Regions from separate parts of the Mus musculus genome. Here region 2 is linked to region 1. A link is a contact called in public promoter capture Hi-C data. All regions are on one chromosome and are shown on one strand. The core of a region is the stretch at or near the end of the contact, and the rest is flanking DNA. Distances in the headings are between cores, read along the strand shown. Region 1 overlaps Adamtsl1 (ADAMTS-like 1). Region 2 overlaps Adamtsl1 (ADAMTS-like 1).

What was found. Capture Hi-C pulls out chosen DNA fragments and counts their contacts.
Region 2: a promoter capture Hi-C map of adipose tissue shows a contact between it and region 1. The contact joins two enhancer-like sites. A contact is called at or near these places in 1 of 484 Hi-C or Micro-C datasets (cortical glia), 2 of 115 datasets of contacts at active chromatin or transcription factors (both in embryonic stem cells) and 3 of 9 other capture datasets (adipose tissue, liver and pancreatic islet).

The regions. Positions count from the first base shown.
Region 1 is chr4:86,073,264-86,077,560 of GRCm38.p6, reverse strand. All of the region lies in intron 1 of Adamtsl1 (ADAMTS-like 1), which reads right to left. Among named protein-coding and RNA genes, the nearest start is that of Adamtsl1, 21 kb to the right of the region's middle. Within about 2 kb of position 2,395, at least 7 of the 459 cell types and tissues checked have an H3K27ac peak or open chromatin away from gene starts, as enhancers often do. A contact at or near this core is called in adipose tissue, where this site is marked.
Region 2 is chr4:86,193,962-86,198,856 of GRCm38.p6, reverse strand. All of the region lies in intron 4 of Adamtsl1 (ADAMTS-like 1), which reads right to left. Among named protein-coding and RNA genes, the nearest start is that of Adamtsl1, 140 kb to the right of the region's middle. Within about 2 kb of position 2,851, at least 2 of the 459 cell types and tissues checked have an H3K27ac peak or open chromatin away from gene starts, as enhancers often do. A contact at or near this core is called in adipose tissue, where this site is marked.

The DNA.
Region 1 (4,297 bases), core at 1,146-3,645:
ACTACTGGGGGGATCTGATGAACTGCCAATGACACAGTGCATAGTCTGAGAAAGGCCTGCATGAAGCCTGTCCCTTGCTACTGAGGAGAGAAGTCAGTTCTATAATAGGGTGCAAACGCTATCCAGGACAAGGGAATACTTAGGTACTACTAGTCTACTGTATCTTTCAATAGACCCTTGCACATATTCAAGATCATACTTTTTACAAGTTGGTAGAGCATCTTACACTCAAGCCTGGAGGGCTAGTGGAAGTATTAAGTAGTTCTGAGGAACACCATGATTTTCACAGAGTATTATATTTAGTCCTCGTGACGAGCCAGGTCATCGTGTGAAACCATTTTACAAATAAGAAAATGGAAGTTGTCTTGCAAACTTTATATGCCCCAATACAGGGGAAACACCAGGGCCAAGAAGTGGGAGGGGGTAGGGAGGAGAGTGGCAGGGGAGGGTATAGGGGACTTTCAGGATAGCATTTGAAATGTAAATGAAGTAAATACCTAATAAAAAATTGGAGAAAAAAGAAAAAAGGAAATGGAAGTTGAATAATGTACAGGAAGAAGGAGAGTACAGCCTGGAAGACAGCAATTTCACCAGCTAGGTACAAGTCAGCTTGACTTGGGCTTCAGATCTTGTCTTTGAACCAGGTATTTTTTTGCTCCATCTGCAAAGGGGAAGCATTGATACTATAGCTGGGGAAGGCGCCTGCTGATCATTTTCCCATGCACTGCCCCACTTGTTCTTGGGGAGGCAGGTTTTATATTCACAGATAGCCTTCTTTATTGCTGAATGCCTTTACATTTTGATCTCTCCCTTTTAAAGATTATGCTAGCTTTAATCACACGTGGATATGTTTGTATGAGCATTTGTACATACACTGGTGGCCTCTGAGGCCAAGGGCATCTGATTCTCTCTGAGCCATTCTTCTCTCTGGCCCCTTCCCCACTTCTCAGAGATTGTATGTCACAACACTGGCACCCATAATATCCTTGAACTTACTATGCAACCCAGATTGCTTTCCATTGCTGGCAGTCTTCTGCCGTTGCCCCTGAGTGCTAGGATAACAAATGTGAGCCACAACTTCCGACTTCCCACTCCCCTTTGAACAGCATCTACTCGTACACAGGTTCATTCTAAAATGACAAGAACTAGTGATGTTGTTTCTGCTTTTCCAAAATTACTTTGTCCTGAGCTTCTTCCCCACCCATGGAACAACAACTTGGAGACAAGGATTGAGACAGTTTCATTTCTTTTAAGGAAACAAACCCCCAAGTCTGCTTGATGTCAAATGCTTCAGTAAGATTTGCATTTCAGAACTAGAGTAAGCAATGTTTTTGTATTCTATCCAAGGACAAGGCTGGATTACAACTCTTCTAGCTGAGAACCTCTGCAAAGCCCTACCAGAACACAATTTCATAGGCAGCTGAATTGAAAATCAATAATTGCTGACATGAACAAAGCTTAGCATTCAAGAAGTTTGCAACTGATCATTCCATGCTTTGAATAAGCCTGTCTCAAAGAAGGTCATGCCTTAAAGTATTTCACCCCTCTCAGCTTCTGTTACTTTAAAAACACAAATTTAGTTAATAGAGGCATTTCAAACGCTCCACTGTGGTATCAATAGAATATTTATAAAATTATGTATTTTCTGATAGAGATTATAAGCCAGGTATGAATAAATATATAAACATATGTATTATATACTCATATATTATCTAGATCATAGCTAGCTATAGAGATAAATATATCATAGATATAGATGTATCTATATACATACATATATATATATATATATATATATATATATATATATATATATATATAGAGAGAGAGAGAGAGAGAGAGAGAGAGAGTCTAGGAGATTTGAAGTTTTTACTAGACCCATCTTGCCAGCCTGGTTTTCTTTGTGCACTATAAAAATTTGTATTATCATAACAATAATAGCTCAAGTATTGAATTCACTCACTGCTCAAGTATAAGACAGAAGGCAGTAATTTCATTGCTCTCACAAAGAGATAGAGAGCCAAGGTACAGTGTAGGATCACCAATTTATTCTTAAAATCTAACATTCCTGTGTTTGTGATCATACACATCATCTTTTTTGCTCATTGGATATCTGTACGTCTTGGAGCTATTTCATCTCAGGTATGAAACAATAGCTAATTGACCAGGAGTTCTAAAAGCAAAGTTTGTTCTTTCTGGCTGTTGCTGCTACTGCTGTTGTTTCCTCCTATACTGAGAAAAGGAAAGCAATCTCCAGTGGACAATAGTATGTAGGCACAATACCAAGAAAAACAGTGGAGAGTTACTTCTAGGGGCTTCCACATATATCCCCACTCCCCAAAAGAGGCACACTGGAAACTCCCCCTCCAAGGAAATTCCTTCCCTGCTCTTTTGTGAATTCTTGAGCTCCTGGTGAGCCAGCAAGGAGTTTCAGTTTCCATTCCCCTCTAATCTAACTCAAGCTCTGTCCAAACCGTGAGTCCAATCAGCCACAGATATTTTCTGCAGCACTGGCAACTTTTGCTGAAATGAATTTACAAAACATCTGTAGTGCTAAGGAAACATCTGAGGCTCTGGAAAGCACATGTTGGGGTTGGAATCAGGGAGAAACATTCCTGATGAAGGGAAAAAAAATAATTTCTTGATTCAGTGAGGGAACTGGAAAGTTAAGAAATTAATATGGCTCAGGACTTGATGGATAAAAGCCCAAATTAGAATTGGTACTAGAGAAATGGGAAGAGATGACTAGCTACCACGCCACTGTCAAGCAAGGTGTCTTGAGAGAACTTGGCCAACTCTTATTCAACTGCCCACTGCCCATGGTGCCACTGCAGTCCAGAAAAGTTTTAGTGAAATGATGCTAAGTGAAGCTTCATAGGGCTCTGGGTGTAATTTATGTCCACTCCAATACTCACATTAGACCAGTTCTCTAGTGCCCATTTCAGTATTAGAGGACAAATATTTGGAATTATTGTCTAAAACATAATCCATAATAAAATATCACAGGTCTTTTCCTTCCTTCCTTTTCCTTCCTTCCTCCCTCCCTCCCTCCCTCCCTTCTTTCTTTCTTTCTTTCTTTCTTTCTTTCTTTCTTTCTTTTCTTTCTCTCTTTCTCTCTTTCTCTCTTTCTCTTCTTTCTTTCCTTCCTTCCTTCCTCCCTCCCTCCCTCCCTCCCTCCCTTCTTTCTTTCTTTCTTTCTTTCTTTCTTTTTTTTCTCTCTTTCCCTTCCTTCCTTCCTTCCTTCCTTCCTTCCTCCCTCCCTCCCTCCCTCCCTCCCTCCCTCCCTCCCTCCCTCCCTCCCTCCCTTCTTCCTTCCTTCCTTCCTTTCTTTCTTTCTTTCTTTCTTTCTTTCTTTCTTTCTTTCTTTCTTTCTTTCTTTTCTTTCTCTCTTTCTCTTCTTTTTTCTCTTCTTTCTTTCCTTACATTTTTGTTTCCACCTTTGCTCACACCAGGTTCTCTTCATTCAGATGATGTGGCTCAATGGCAGGCTCTTAGCACTTATTATAATAAATGTAAAATTTCTGCTTACTTTGTAAGTACTCCGCGTCCTATCAGTAGACGGCCAATTTGCAGCTAATACAGAATTCATGAAATTAGGTCTTGATTAATCTTCCAGATTATCATTCTATATGGCAATGATCTTCCAAATTGAGCTACCAAGCCCTTTGAAGGCAAGGCTATATGTTTCTCAATTACCCACAGTAGTAATTAAAATTGTTATTATTGTCATAAAAGTATTTAATAGATGGAAAAATCCTCTGGAATTTTCCTTTATTTTACATCTTAATTACTTATTTTATTTTTTGTCCCTGATAAGTATATGTAGACTACAGAATAAGCACAGGAAGAAGGAAACAAGGGAAGGTATAAAAAAAGATCTAGTACCAAGATTTCTAGGTATTTTGAAGTTTAAGGATCATCTTCAATTCTCTGGTTCAAGGAAGTGCCATCTTTTTTTTATTCCCCATACTGGAAGGTAACTCCAATGAAATTCAGCTCCAATAGCTTAGAAGAATGAATTTTAAAAAGCAATGGTCTTCTTCATTACTCTATATTTTTGTCCCTTTGTCAGATAGCATTTTACTCTAGGTTTACCTTGTGGCTGTTCCTCTAGGCAGGTTGCAGAGGAAGGGTGGGTGGTGGAAACAGGTTTCCAAGTTTGACAGTTTGGACAATAAATCTTTCAGAGTATCTCCTTCATGGTGTTTAGTAATACTTCCTCATCCTAAATGTAAATCAATCCAACCTATCACCTTCCTTCGTGACTCCAAATCTGAAACCAGGAAGCCCCGGGAAA
Region 2 (4,895 bases), core at 1,602-4,101, 120 kb before region 1:
GCTGCAGGGGTACACGTGGCTGCAGGGGTACACGTGGCTGCAGGGGTACACGTGGCTGCAGGGGTACACGTGGCTGCAGGGGTACACGTGGCTGCAGGGGTACACGTGGCTGCAGGGGTACACGTGGCTGCAGGGGTACACGTGGCTGCAGGGGTACACGTGGCTGCAGGGGTACACACGGCTGCAGGGGTACACACGGCTGCAGGGGTACACGTGGCTGCAGGGGTACACGTGGCTGCAGGGGTAAACGTGGCTGCAGGGGTACACGTGGCTGCAGGGGTACACGTGGCTGCAGGGGTACACACGGCTGCAGGGGTACACACGGCTGCAGGGGTACACGTGGCTGCAGGGGTACACGTGGCTGCAGGGGTACACACGGCTGCAGGGGTACACACAGCTACAGGGGTACATGTGGCCAAAGGATACATATTGCTGAAGGGATATATGTGCCTATATTTATACCATATTCTTTAAAAGTACTACATTAGACACTAGCTAATTAGAAAGAAGAAAAACCTAGATGTAGGTGAAAATGGTCTCAAAACTAGATTCTTTAGTGAAACTGATTCACAGGAATACATGGCGACCTAAGTCACACCACTCAAGAGTCATGAGTTCAGGGCTCTGTTGCTCAGTGAAGAAAGACATGTTTAACTTCATAGGATTTTCGCCTATAGAGAAGGGCAGACAAGATGGGCAGTGGGCATTAGAATTTGTGCTCTTGAGCATCTCAAACCTAACTGGATTCCCTTCTTAAATGATAGAATTTTCAGGTTTCTTGAAAGATTTAAGTTTCTCTGGAAAATTCTTAATGGATTCTCGTGTCTTTAATGGAACCGTGGGAGATAATTATAAAAAACCCTCCATAATCCTAAAGACTTCTTATAACTCCAAAGCCATGTTTAGAAAAGAACAATTTAGCTTTCTTAGATCCAAAAAAACAATCATACTAGGGATTGCTAAATAAGAGGTGACATTCTTTCTGAGGAACTTGGCCAGAGCCTGACTTCGTGCTCTCCGGGTGGGTTTGTAGACCCTAGGATACGAACCAAGTCAGTTCTAAATGTTGCTTAATTTCAATGTTTAAACACAAATAGCTCTCTGACAGAATTGCTTTATTTTTACGTTTCTCTTCCTTTGTATCAATTCCCTTTTAAGATGCCAAAATATTCTAACTCAATTATTTTTAAAATGTGGAATATTTTATCATCAAATGAAATGTTCTTATTTTGGTCCAAGTAGAAAATTGTTTGCAATTCTATCAGCATAATCATTCCTGACATGTTTTAATCTGTTGATTATGAATAACTATTAGGATTAATTAGAATTTAAATTCTTACCTTCAGATCTATTATTAACAGAAAAGAAAGTAACCAGGAATGTAGAAATGGACTGAATTGTTAAGTATGATGCTAGAACTTTCTGTTCCTTTGAGCATTTTATACTTTCTATACTGAACATTCTTGATCAATTCTTTACTTGGAGGACTCCTACTGACCCTTCAAATTCTAAATTAAGAATCCTTTGTGCAAAGAAAGATGTTTCCAGAATCTAGAGTTAACTTCTCTATAGTTCTATGCTTTTTCAGCCTTTTCTTTATAGATAGGAGACTATGGGTTTGTTCCTGGTATAAATGTCTCATGTTTTTCTCTATAATACAGGCTCTTGAGGTGGTGATATTTTGAGTTAAAAGAAGGCATTTCTCCTTGGTCATATATCTAAATTGTAACTGTTGAAATATAAATGGCAATATAATGTGTCCTGGGAAGACTAAAGAATCTGACATAGCTTAAGTACCCTGTATCTAGTACCCTCTAGTAAGCTCTATCTGCTTTCCTTCCTGATAGCTCCTATCATAAAAATGAGACAACCTAGAGAATTAAAAGACCATGCTAAGGATGGACCAGCACAGAGGAAAGAACCTAGTTCCTGTACCACACTGGGACTGATTATATCTTAGTTTATTTTTCTTTTTGCAAGAGAACATATCTCTGTTAGTTTAAGCCACTATTATTTTGGAATTTCTTTTCTACACCCCTAACTCTGATGGTTACAGAACTGACATGGAGCTTGGTCAGTGAACATATTTGCCTGAACACCAGGCTGTAGATAATTTGAGATCTGTGGTTTTCCCACTATCTAGAAAACAAACTTCCCAGATACCATAGGCTATCAAATAAAAAGCCCAGTGTCAATGTTACTTATCTATGAGTCATTAGTGGGCTCCCACAATACCCACTTCAGTCATTACAGCCCATCGCCATTATTCTTGCCTAGCCTATGGCACATAATGATAAAGATCCTGTGGCTGAAGACACCACATGTCTGAGTCATAAAACATGGACAAATTAAGTTGGTACTGATCTGGAAGTATCATTCCCATTGCTTAGCTTTCATAGTGCTGGAAGATTCTATGTATGCTACTGGGAGAGAAAAGTCTCCAGTAATCTTACCCAGATGTGAAAACTGCAAGTTATAACAATAACCACTCTGGCAAGATATGCCCACTGGCACAATAGCGGCATGGGCGTTATGGGAGTAATCAGCCACTTTCTGCTTGGACTTAAAGCCCACTCCACAAGGGGTGAGTGTGTGTGGTTGTACTTGTGTGCATGTATCTGTGTGTACAAATAAAAAAGCATGTCACAAACGATGAGAGGCCACATTTAAACCCCTGTCCTGACACACGAACAGGAATTACTGTAAAGGACAACGTACTGGAGACTATTTCCCAAGTGCACCTACACTCATTATTAATAAAATGTCATGGAAGGCTATGTTCAGGTCACAGAGTTCCCAGATCCACCCCATTCTGGACAAGACACTGAAGTGAGATAATGTCCACTCACTCTTTTGGCAGCTGCAGAGAATCTTCTGGAAAAGGATGAAAATCTAGCTGAATATTTTGGTCAGATGTAGCTTCATATTCTGCTACTAAATATCAGTTGGAGCAGGGGTCTAGCCTCATGCCATCAAAATGATTGCACAGTATAGCTAAGTTTACCAAATGCTTATTTCAAGTGCTATGAAGTACAATACATTTTAAAAACAATGAAATGTACAGACAAGCAAAATAGCATCAATAATTCTCTGAGACTGACTAGTTTTTTTTTTTTTTTTTTTTTTTTTGAGACAGGGTTTCTCTGAATAGCCCTGGCTGTCCTGGAACTCACTTTGCTGGCCTCGAAATCAGAAATCCGCCTACCTCTGCCTCCCAAGTGCTGGGATTAAAGGCGTGCACCAACACCACCTGGCGAGATTGACTAGTATTAATAACAGTCTTTTGGATATTTATATGCAACTAATAGACAACCTTGTTTGGCTCTTACATTTTAGACACATGATGTTTTGTGTGCGCAAACATACAGCCCTTTTCTTTCTTTATGACTAGAAAATATGAATATTACATTGCCGATGTTCCTTCTCTTATCAAGACTTGCTAAAGTCAGTAGGGAAAGGGCTCCTTAAACAAATACTGCTACCACAGTCGGCAATCCCAGTTGGCTCACTGACTTTCAACACATTTTGCAGATTTTAGGCAGCAGGCCTTCAGTGCATGCTGAAAGGTCTTTCTTCCTTCACTTTCCACAGCTGATAGCAACAGAATAGGTGGAACAAGAGACTGGAATTCTCTAGATGCCGTAATATATAAAAACATCTTGACTAGAAGTCACAGAAGAAAACCAATTCAACAAACCAGTCATTTTTATAACATGAATAAGTGTAATCCATAAGCAGATGCTATACCCTAGATACATGATCTTAGATGGTTCATGCTGGCCCTGTTTCAAATGGTTTCCCATAAAGACCTCAACTGCAAACATCAAATACTGAGCCAATGATGTCAAGCTTTTCGTGATCCAACCCATGAGGTAAGATACTGTTAAATCCTTCTATTTTCAGCACTGGGAAAGACAAATATGGAAAACTAAACTGCAAATCTGATCTGAGCATCTCTGAATTATTTAATCTAGACAAAATTGTATGGGAGACAGTATGCTCTTACAGATATTATACCTCATCTCCTAATTATGCTTAGAAGCAGGGGAGGTATAAAACATCCAATCAGATTCTTCGAAGATTAAGATCTTTACAATAAGATGTATAGCACATATTTCTGATGTAATATAATGGAAAAAAAACCTTTTAAATGGGTCAACAAAGCCAAAAGAAAAACCAAGGTTAGGAAGAGTAAGTCCAGACATGAGGAAACTATATGTATTGCGTACCATGAGCATGCATAGCTTTGCTGCATGCTAAGTGGGATTATGTGCTGTGCCTGTATTTGAACTTTTCAGAATAGAAGAAAGGAGAGCAACTGTGTAAAAGGAGAAACGTATTGGATCATTTCAAAATGTATAGGTGATGTGTTCCTTGTAGTAGACCTAACTCGTGTCTGTATAATGAATGGATTAAAAAAAAATATGGGCACAGGAAAACCTCAAAGGACCCAAATGCCAGATGCATAATTTCCCAAGGACCTCTAATGAAGCATAACGGTTAGAGAATATTGGATACAAGGCATTTTAAGAAACATAAACAAATCATCTAGGTACAAAGCGCTGGAACTGTCTGCACTAATCCCAGGGTGAACACCGGGACCCTTGGGGCTAGGCAAAAATATGGCCCATATGCAGCTACTCTCCCTGCCCAGACCCATAGCAGACATGCTGAGCAACTGCAGCATTCTTTGCCACTGAGCTTTTACGTGGCCCTGGATGCTTAAAGCCATTATGCTCTAGGAACCAAATCCAATAGACTATGGTTGTTATATGAGAAGACTAAACCAATTTACCACTCCAGAGCCAGCGAAATGAACTGGCTGTCTCTCTTTCAGACAATTCTCCACAAGTATTATTTTTCCACAAGTATTATTTCTTTTTATATTTAAATGG